Linked DNA regions of Mus musculus: all the other regions are linked to region 2. Evidence: chromatin contacts called from public Hi-C data. All regions are on one chromosome and are shown on one strand. Each heading gives the region's core, a stretch centred on a gene start, on an enhancer-like site or on the middle of the called end of the contact. The rest is flanking DNA. Distances are from core to core; before and after follow the strand shown. Region 1 holds the start of Cox6b1 (cytochrome c oxidase, subunit 6B1). Region 2 holds the start of Arhgef1 (Rho guanine nucleotide exchange factor (GEF) 1). Region 3 holds the start of Bloc1s3 (biogenesis of lysosomal organelles complex-1, subunit 3).

What was found. A called contact is a pair of places that touch in the nucleus more often than the background predicts.
Region 1: a Hi-C map of uterus shows a contact between it and region 2, with 6 times the contacts expected there. The contact joins the promoter of Cox6b1 here to the promoter of Arhgef1 in region 2. A contact is called at or near these places in 1 of 39 promoter capture datasets (cranial neural crest) and 1 of 484 Hi-C or Micro-C datasets (uterus).
Region 3: a contact with region 2 is called in a Hi-C map of B cells, with 5 read pairs. The contact joins the promoter of Bloc1s3 here to the promoter of Arhgef1 in region 2. A contact is called at or near these places in 2 of 39 promoter capture datasets (cranial neural crest and maxillary cranial neural crest) and 1 of 484 Hi-C or Micro-C datasets (B cells).

Annotation. Positions count from the first base shown.
Region 1 is chr7:30,624,503-30,627,391 of GRCm38.p6, forward strand. Cox6b1 (cytochrome c oxidase, subunit 6B1) reads right to left here and starts at 1,612. Exons shown (of 4, transcript NM_025628.3): 1 at 1,549-1,612; 2 at 1-111. The coding sequence starts at 103.
Region 2 is chr7:24,901,469-24,904,499 of GRCm38.p6, forward strand. Arhgef1 (Rho guanine nucleotide exchange factor (GEF) 1) reads left to right here and starts at 1,518. Exons shown (of 30, transcript NM_001130151.1): 1 at 1,518-1,660. It overlaps Cd79a (CD79A antigen (immunoglobulin-associated alpha)), which reads left to right. Exons shown (of 5, transcript NM_007655.4): 5 at 1-390. The coding sequence ends at 76.
Region 3 is chr7:19,506,924-19,509,945 of GRCm38.p6, forward strand. It overlaps Bloc1s3 (biogenesis of lysosomal organelles complex-1, subunit 3), which reads right to left and starts at 1,447. Exons shown (of 2, transcript NM_177692.4): 1 at 1,382-1,447; 2 at 1-687. The coding sequence starts at 678. The coding sequence ends at 91. It overlaps Trappc6a (trafficking protein particle complex 6A), which reads left to right and starts at 1,747. Exons shown (of 6, transcript NM_025960.4): 1 at 1,747-1,909. The coding sequence starts at 1,826.

The DNA of each region.
Region 1 (2,889 bases), core at 362-2,861, 5.7 Mb after region 2:
GGTAGTTCTGCCAACAGTTCTTAGTCTGGTTCTGGTTGGGGAAGCGGCTGTCAAAGGGGGCAGTTTTGTAGTTCTTGATTTTAGTCTTGATGTCTTCAGCCATCCTGACTCCTGGATGCAAACAGAGTGGGAATGTTGGCAACCATTCTGGAGGTGCTGGGTGTGGGGATGTCAGGCCAGAGCAGAATAACAGGCTGAATGTGAATAAACCATTATCTCCCCCTTCTTCACAAACACAGAAAGATGAAGGGCAGGGAAAACCCATATATCTGAGTACAGAAGCCACAGTAGGGTTGGACAGAGGTCTCCTTGGCAAAACCAATCTTCATCCTTAAATTCCAGTTAACGCTCACTGTGTGCACAGCACATACTATGTGTACTCTATACATACCTACCCCATGGCCACTCTAAAAGATATTGCTACCTCTGTTGTCTACACAAGGGACAGGGTGTCTAAATGACTTTCCAAGGTCACACAGCACCCAGTGATAATGCTTCATCCATCACCAGCAAAAACACTGCAAGGATTTTCTGGTGTCACCGGCTAGTTTTCTGGCGTCACACACTCATCTGAGGTCCAATGAACTCAAACTTTGCTCAGAATATGCCTAAATGCATTGTGGGATTGCCTAAGATGTGTCCCCCCCCACCCCGCTCCAAAAAAAAAAAAAAAAAAAAGCTCAAAGGACTTAACAAGTAAAGTACAACTGGAGGTAACCATGACTGAAGATTTGTGACTCTTGTAACTGGCATGTGTCAGGTATCTGTGATTTTGCCTGCTGACAATGGCCCAGGCTACCAAATCTATTGACGTTGCTGCCTCCATTCCTAATGGAAGTAAATACTGGAATTCGATTAGAACCCCACGCAAACCGCCCCCCCCCCAATCATTCAAATACTTTAGCTCCTTGAGTTTTATCGACTTCTCTCAGCTTTGATATGTCTGAAGAGATGACATAGTCAATATCAACAGACCTGAGAGAAACTGTCTCTAGAGCATCTGGGGGACCTTGACACCACAGAGGTGCCAGTGTCAACTGAAGTAGTCCAAACAAGTGGGGTATTTGGGCAGGTTCATTGAAGGAGGCAAGGTGGGCACGGGGGATTTAAAAGACTCAGTGTCGGAAGTAATTTTGGACAATATCTCGAGTTTTGAGAGTTGATCAAAGATGACGCTGAGGGGAAAGACACGAGTCAAGGCGACAGGCTTCGGCCTTGGAACGCGGGTGGCCACGCCTGTGAACTCGCAACTAAAAGCTCCACAGTCCAATTTACTGGGTCTAAATCCGAATTGCCTTATAGCCACGGGTAAGGCGCTTCACACTCCAGCCCCAACGCTATCAAAGGGGACTTGTAGGGCTGAAGGATGGAGTAATAGGGACTGCTTAGAAAGCGACCTAGCCATCATGAAGAAAGGCGGCTATAATGGTTAGCTCCAGGACACCGGACCCGTGGCCGCCGGAAGTTTCTGCTTGGCGTCAGGGAAGCCCCGGGGCGCTTCTCTGCAACGGACAAGGTTCCCCCAGGATCCCGACCCTTCACACTCACCTAAAGATTGTCCCGGAGTAGCGTTACTTCAATGTGACCCTTAGCAAAGACGCCAATGTCAGACGGGAAGCGGAATTCCGACTGGCCGGAAGCTGCGAGAGGAGGAGCCGAGCTGAGTCCTCCGGGCTGCTAGATTGGCCTCGGGAGGCGTGCCCAGAAACCGCTTTGGCCACGCCCACTTCCGAAGAAGCCCGACCTCCTATTGAGCTAAATTTCTGCTTATTATTGTTGCTGGGCCAATCGAGATTTTACTTTGCTCTTAAAAGGCACCTGACGTTCAATTATGGGTTATTATCACCTGCCTGTCCTTCCCAGAGGGAAAAGCATAAGACTGTCTTCAGAGTGGGAATGGAAAAGTGTCACAGATAATCTGTGTTTTGAAATAGGACTTCGCTGTATATCTCAGACTGGCCTCGAAATTTTGATCACAGATTACTAGGTGTTAGGATAACAAGCGTTTACCCCTGTGCCTTGATTCGAAAGTTATTTATATTTATTTATTTGGGTTTTCGGGATAGACAATCTTAGTTTGTGTTTTATTGCAGTGAAGAGACATCATGTCTACGGCAACTCTTTGTTTGTTTGTTTGTTTGTTTGTTTGTTTGTTTTTCGAGACAGGGTTTCTCTGTATAGCCCTGGCTGTCCTGGAACTCACTTTGTAGACCAGGCTGTCCTGGAACTCACTTTGTAGACTCAGAAATCCGCCTGCCTCTGCCTAACTAGTGCTGGAATTAAAGGCATGGGCCACCACGCCCGGTTTATGGCAACTCTTATAAAGGAAAACAATTAAGGGCTGGCTTACAGTTTCAAGTTTCGTCCATTATCATCATAATTGGAAGCAATGTGGTGAATTGCTCTGATCCTTGAGGGTTGCTGTTTCTGCTGCTTTTCTGCATAAACTGGAATCCAGAAGAAGTAGGCTCCAAAGGAAGTACTGGCAAAGCAAGTACCTGTCCCTTCTTCCATTGTCCTTATATAGGCCTCCAGCAGAAGATATGGCCCAGAATAAAAGTGTGCTTCAAGACCTGTAGGAGTCATTCCTCCTAGAGGTCTGGATCAAAAGCCTGTGTCTTCCAGCCTTAAGGTCCAGATTACAGGCATGTTGTCTTCCTGCCTCAAGTCCGGATTACAGGTGTTCCCTATGTTTCTGGATTATAGTTCATTCTATATATAGTCAAGTTGATAATTGAGAGTAGCCATCCACATAGGGGTTCTCTGTGTAGCCCTGGAAACTCATCTATCTATCTATGGGTGTCCTAGAACTCACTCTGTAGGCCAGGCTGGCCTCGAATTTTTATCTGCCTGCCTCTGCCTCCCCGAGTGCTGGGATTAAAGTGCTGA
Region 2 (3,031 bases), core at 268-2,767:
CTCCAGGGGACTCCAGGGCACCTACCAGGATGTGGGCAACCTCCACATTGGAGATGCCCAGCTGGAAAAGCCATGACTGACATGTCCCACCCTTCCCTGCCTGCCATATGTCTGACTCCAGCATCCCTGCCTCCCCACTCTTCCCCTGGAGTCCCCCCTTCCCAGTGCTTGCTCCAGCCACTCGAGTGGCCTACCCTTGCCTCCAGGCTGCCCCACCCTATTCTCCCACCTAATCTTGTCCTTCCCCAAGTCCAGCTCCCTCTCTAGTGGGTAATGAGCCCTTAATCGCTGCCTCTAGGGGAGCTGATTACAGCAGCCTCGTTAGTGTCACCCCCCCTCCTCCCAGATCTGTCATGGCCACTTAAGTGATAATAAATCCTTCCCAAAGCAGCCCTTGGCAGGAGTCATGGATCTCATGTAGACTGCTCCTCAACACTGCCAGGGAACCAGGAGCAGAAAACCCAAGTCCCCTCCCCCCTCAGACCCAGGATTCTAGGTTCAAGTTCTCACCTGACCACTTCTGAGATCTGGGACCAGACAGTTCTTGCTGTCTGTCTTCCCCAACCCCCTCCCCCCAAAATAACAGGAAGTCTCTTGGGGAAGTCCCCACCCCAATTGAAATGCTGGTTTATCTCCCTTATAGGGCCTCACCCTCCTCATGTCCCAAAGCAAGGGGGAACCAGCCCGGGTGTTACCAAATTTTTACCTATATTTAAACTCTGAGAACACAAGATATTATTTTCTGGAGTGGGGCCTAATTCCCTCATGGGTTCACTTGCATAAGGCAGATTTGGAGAGTTTCTGTCAAGAACCGGGGGGAGGGGGATGACAGAGAGAGCTAGAGTGGTGTGACAGTCATTGGGATGGGAAGAGCAGACTCAGGTTGTTAAAAGACAGGAGGCCAAGAGGAGACTCAGTGGGATCCCCAGAGACAAGGATGCAGAGATAAATAGCCAAAGGAAGAAGCAGACACAAACTGGCTGGCCTGATAATAACAGTTGAGGAAAGGACAAAGCCTGAAATCTCAGAGCATGAGAGAGACAGCCAACAGCAAGAAATGGGCCCAGCGTGATCAAGGCACAGAGGAGCTGCAGCAGGGAGAAGCAACAGAGGCCAGAAAGCAAGGAGTGCCTGGATGGGCCCCTGACCTTGTGGGCAGGAAGGCCTTCGAGCTTCGAAAAAGAGATCAGGGTGGTGGCGCGCACCTTTAGCTTTAATCTCTCTACTCCAGAAGCAGAGACACCTGAGTTCGAATCCAGCCCGCCTTACACAACAAGTTCGAGGCCAGCCAGGGCTACATAGGGAGCCCTTGTCGCAAACTAAGAGAAAGAGAGAGTAAGGGCCAGGGCAGGAGCTGGGCAACAGCAGGGAGGGCGGCGGAGGCGGACAAAGGCGAAGGGGAGCCGGGCGGGGCCGGGTGGGGACGCGCCCGCGGGGAAAGGAGGAGCCGCGCGGGCGGCGAGAAGGGGAAGGAAGCCGAGGTGCCGGGCGGGCACGGGGCGCGGGCAGGAAGCGGGGAGGGGCGGCGGGCGGGGGCTCCGGAAAAACGCCCCGACTTCCTGCCCGCCAGAGCCAGGAAGCCGGAGTCGGGACACCGGGCCCGGGATCCCCGAGCCCGACCTCGGGCGCCTCGCCGGTCACCTCCCCGCGCGGACACCAGGTACACTGTCCCTGGCCCCGCCCGGCCTCCTCCTCCAGCCGCCGCAGGGAGGAGCAGGGAGGGGACCGGGCGCGGAGGGCCTCCCAGGGTGCGCCCAGTGAACCTGCAGCCGCCTTTCTCTGGCCTCGGTTTTCTCATCTGTCAAAGAGAGCAAAGAGAAAACCCGGCGCGTTGGCGCCCGCCTGTCATCCCAGGAGTTGGGAAGCAGAGACAGGAGGATTGCCATGAGTTCGAGGTTAGCTTGGGCGACCTAGCATGAACCTGCCTCAAAAGAAAAAAAAAAAAAAAAACAAAACAAAACAGAGAGAGAGAGAGAGAGAGAGAGAGAGCACTTGTCGAGAGCACAAGTAGGTAGAGATCCAGGCTCCCAGCGAAGAACGATAACACTCATTTATCAGCAGGGAAACTGAGGCCCAGGGAGTCGGACTGCCTTGTCGTAGGGACAGAGCATCTGGGACTTGAACTCAAAGCTGTTTCCTGTAAAGAGCTGTCCCTGCGATCATGGATGCTTGATTAGAGCTCCCTAAAATAAACAAATATCTCTGCAGTACATTTTAAAGCCGAGACTTACAGAGCGTTAAACACGTCTCAGAAAGCTTTTTTCCTTACCCTCTCTGTGGTATTAATTATACTCTGGGAGATGGCTGTAGGGGAGAGAACCGGAAACATATCCTCATTGAACAGATGGGAAGACTGAGGCCTAAAGGGAAGTCATTGCATTTTGCAGGTTAGTCTATCAGAAGAAAATATATGCTCGAGCGCATGAGTGTTTTATGCTTTTGTTTGTGTGTGTGTGTGTGTGTGTGTGTGTGTGTGTGTGTCTATCTATGTGAGGGGGTTCTGTTTTTGTTTTGTTTTTTCTTTCCAATTACAGCGGGAGGAGTTGACAGTGGTGACAGAGGGTATACAAGCATTTGGAATTTAATAGGTCCGAGTTGGGGAGGTAGAGCTCATGTGAGGTCCCGATAGGTGCTTAGGACCTGAGCGACTTGAAGTTTCTCCGAGATTGAGCCCTAACCAGGCAATGGAACCATGCACCACTCCTGCTAAGGGGGCGGGGCCCAGGAGAGTGACAGGGGCAGTCGAAATACGGAAACAAGGGTCCTCCAAGGCAGACCAGAGCGGCCCTATCGGGCCAGCGTGGCGCCGTGTATTGCGATACCCGCCGGCAGGAGGAGTGGAGTTGCCGAGGCCGGAGAGCGGTAGGAGGCGGGCTAGAGCGGCCGGAGGGAGGAGTGGAGCTGGACGCAAAGGCGGCCTCTGGCTCGGCTAGAGCGACTCTGCGGCACGGGTGGGGGAACCTGGAGCTCGAGCGCGGAGGCTTCGGTTCCTGAGGCTGCAGTGGCTTGCTTCTCTTCCCATCCGACAGGT
Region 3 (3,022 bases), core at 197-2,696, 5.4 Mb before region 2:
GATCCAGGAACAAAAACAGAGTCAGATGCCACAGGTGGTACGAATGTTCACCAAGAGGCAGAGTCAGGTGGGGGGACACAGAGTGACAGCCTAGGCTCTAGGTCCCGGGTCCTGCTCGGGCTCCATACCAGGGACCCCTCGTATGTCCGGCAGCAAGCGACAGCCAGCCACGATATCCAGGCGCTCGGCGAGCGCGCAGAGGTCCCCGCGCGCCAGGCGCACGCTGTGGGCGGCTGCCAGCCCGGTGGCCTGAGCAGCCGCCAGCCTCCCCGCCAGGGCGGCCACATCGCGACCCGCACGGCGGTACACGCCGCTCACCGCAGCCGCTACGTCGTGGTCCAGGCGCGTCTGGCTCTCAGCCAACCGGAGCTGCAGCAGCGAGCGCGCAGGCGCCATGGCAGGGGTCTCCTCCGTGCCCCAAGTCTCCGCCGGATCGCGCTGCACCACGAGCGGGGGCAGGTCGACCGGCACAACCGTGGGCTCGGGCTCAGGCTCCGAGTCGGTCTCCGCCGCCTCCCCGGCCACACGCAGCCCCGTGGGACGGCCGCGCGTAGGGCCCGAGGGACCCAGGTATAGTTCCTCCTCGGACGAGGATGCAGACAGCTCCGAGTCGGTCTCCGCAGCTTCCCCAGGTACCACTGTCCCCGGCCTTCTCCGCCGACCCTGGGATGACTCCATGGCACGGAGCTGGAGAAGAGGAATTGAGCGGACGTGAGGTCCCGAGTCCCAGCCCCTTCACCGCCATCCCCAGCGAGTCCTGACTTGGGCCTCAGTTTCCTCGTGTACACATGGGTTGGAATTGTGCACCTCTGTATCATTTGTGTGCACACCGGGGACATCAAGGACCGTCCAGGCAAAGCCTTAGAACTAGGTCACACGAGATGGCTCAGCTGGGAAAAGGCACTTGCAATCAAACCTGACGCCAAGAGTTCGAACCCAGGGACCCACATGGTGGAAGAAGCGAACTGAGGCCCGTACAGTTGTCCTCTGAGCTCTACACGCGTGCTAGAGACGCACGCGTATATATACATTAACTAATATAAAATAATAATAATGACTTTAATTCCCAGCACCGGAGGAGAGGCAGGAAGATCTCTGTGAGTTCGAGATCAGCCTGATCCTCAATAGTGCCAGGCCATCCAACATTACATACATAGTGAGAACTTGTCTCAAAATAATACTGACAATAATAAAGTAAGTTTTAAAAGCTTTGTAACCAAGAGTTCCCAGAGTCCCACCAGCACAGGCCACACCCTCCACTGTCCTCCTGGCCAGCGAGCACTTGGCCGCAATAGGCACCAGGGCAAACAGAAAGGACAGCCGCCCGAGGGGACCCTTAACAAGAGCCACCGACACCAGAGTCCCGGAAGGAAGGCCATACCGGGTCTCCGAGGCTCCGAGCCCAAGGGGTCCGCTGCCTGGCGGAAGTGAGCCGGTCTCTCGCAGCGTCACGTGAGCCGAGTTATGGCCAATAGGAAAGCGGTTAGACAAGTCGCTTCCGTAGTGTGGGTTTATTTATTTATTTGCTTATGTATTTAGGAAAATTCCGTTTGACGCGTAAATTTATTTTTTTTAATCTTGGACCCTCACAGGAATCAGAGACTCAGCCAATTGGATGTCCGAAGACTCGGGAGCAGGGAGGGAAGCGAAGAAAGGGCGGAAGATGTTAACAGCGCGGCCAAGGAAGGGGCTCGGTGGACCCGCCTCCTGGCTTTCAAGAAGCAGGCGGAGCTAAATAGGATCACCAATCAGATCGGGCCTACCTCCCGAGCTGACCAATGGGAGCCGGAAGCGTTGGCCAGGCGTGAGGGTCGCGAGGCGGCGTATGGCGGACGCGGTGCTATTCGAGTTTCTGCACACCGAGATGGTGGCGGAGCTGTGGGCCCCGGACCCGGACCCAGGCTCGGGGGTGAGCGGCACGCCGTGGCCTCGGGGTGGAGAAGTGGGGTGTGATCGAGCCTTATGGCAGGTCATTGCTGAGGCGGAGCGAGATGACTTGGGTCAAGGCGCTCAGTTCTAGGCCTCGTCCTGGGGCGCCGTTGATAATTAGGGTAATTGGCTGTTATTGGGCTCAGATGAGGGCTCGCCTCACCACCCACTTAGTATGCAACTCAACATCTTTAATCTTCCTATCCTTCCGTTTCCTCCTTAGAAAATGCACCCTCAACCATACCCGGTCTCATCTGTCCCCTCTGCCTGTGTGCTGGATAAAGTGCGTGCTGATCGCGCTACACCCCAGCACACAGTGAGTTTTTTAGTATGGATTTGCCCCTGTAATGAGTAAAGACCCCACCCGGTAATGTGGAAGGTGGCGCTGGGATCACTGAAATATTGTAATCAATAATAGTTACCACCACTTATGTGTTCCTTTGTGCCTTCCTGTGTGTCATACTCCCATCCACCTCCCATTGTCTTCCTTCTCATCCTAGGGAGGTCATGAAGAAGCTGCTTTGTGCAGAGGCACATGCTCTGGGAAGGAGGGAGCCTGCTTCCTCTCTGCTCTGTGTCACCTTGACTCTAATAAAGAGATTAAAATAGCTTTCTGTGAGCCTGCACAGATATGAGCTTGCCCAGGGCTCTCCTCGTAGCTCCTAACTGCTGCCACCGACTGTGTCCGTACTGGGGGCCCTACAGCTGAGGTAATAGAGTTAGTGGGAGTGTGGCCCGATCATCAGGTCTCAGGAGCCTCCCTGATTTTTTGGGAGGGTGGGGGTGGGGGGGTTCGAAACAGGGTTTCTCTGTGTAGCCCTGGCTGTCCTGGAACTCACTCTGTAGACCAGGCTAGCCTCAACTCAGAAATTCACCTGCCTCTGCCTCCCAAGTGCTGGGATTAAAGGCGTGTGCCACCACGCCCGGCTGCCTCCCTGATTTTATAGGCTACATGGCAGTTTGAACTTCCATGACTGTGTGGGAGTTCAAGACCTGCTGCAGAGACTGCTCTGCTCTCTCTTTTCTTCCCTGAGTATCCCTACGCCAACCCGACTCTTGAAGCAGGTTTTCACTGTATGACCCAAGCTGGCTT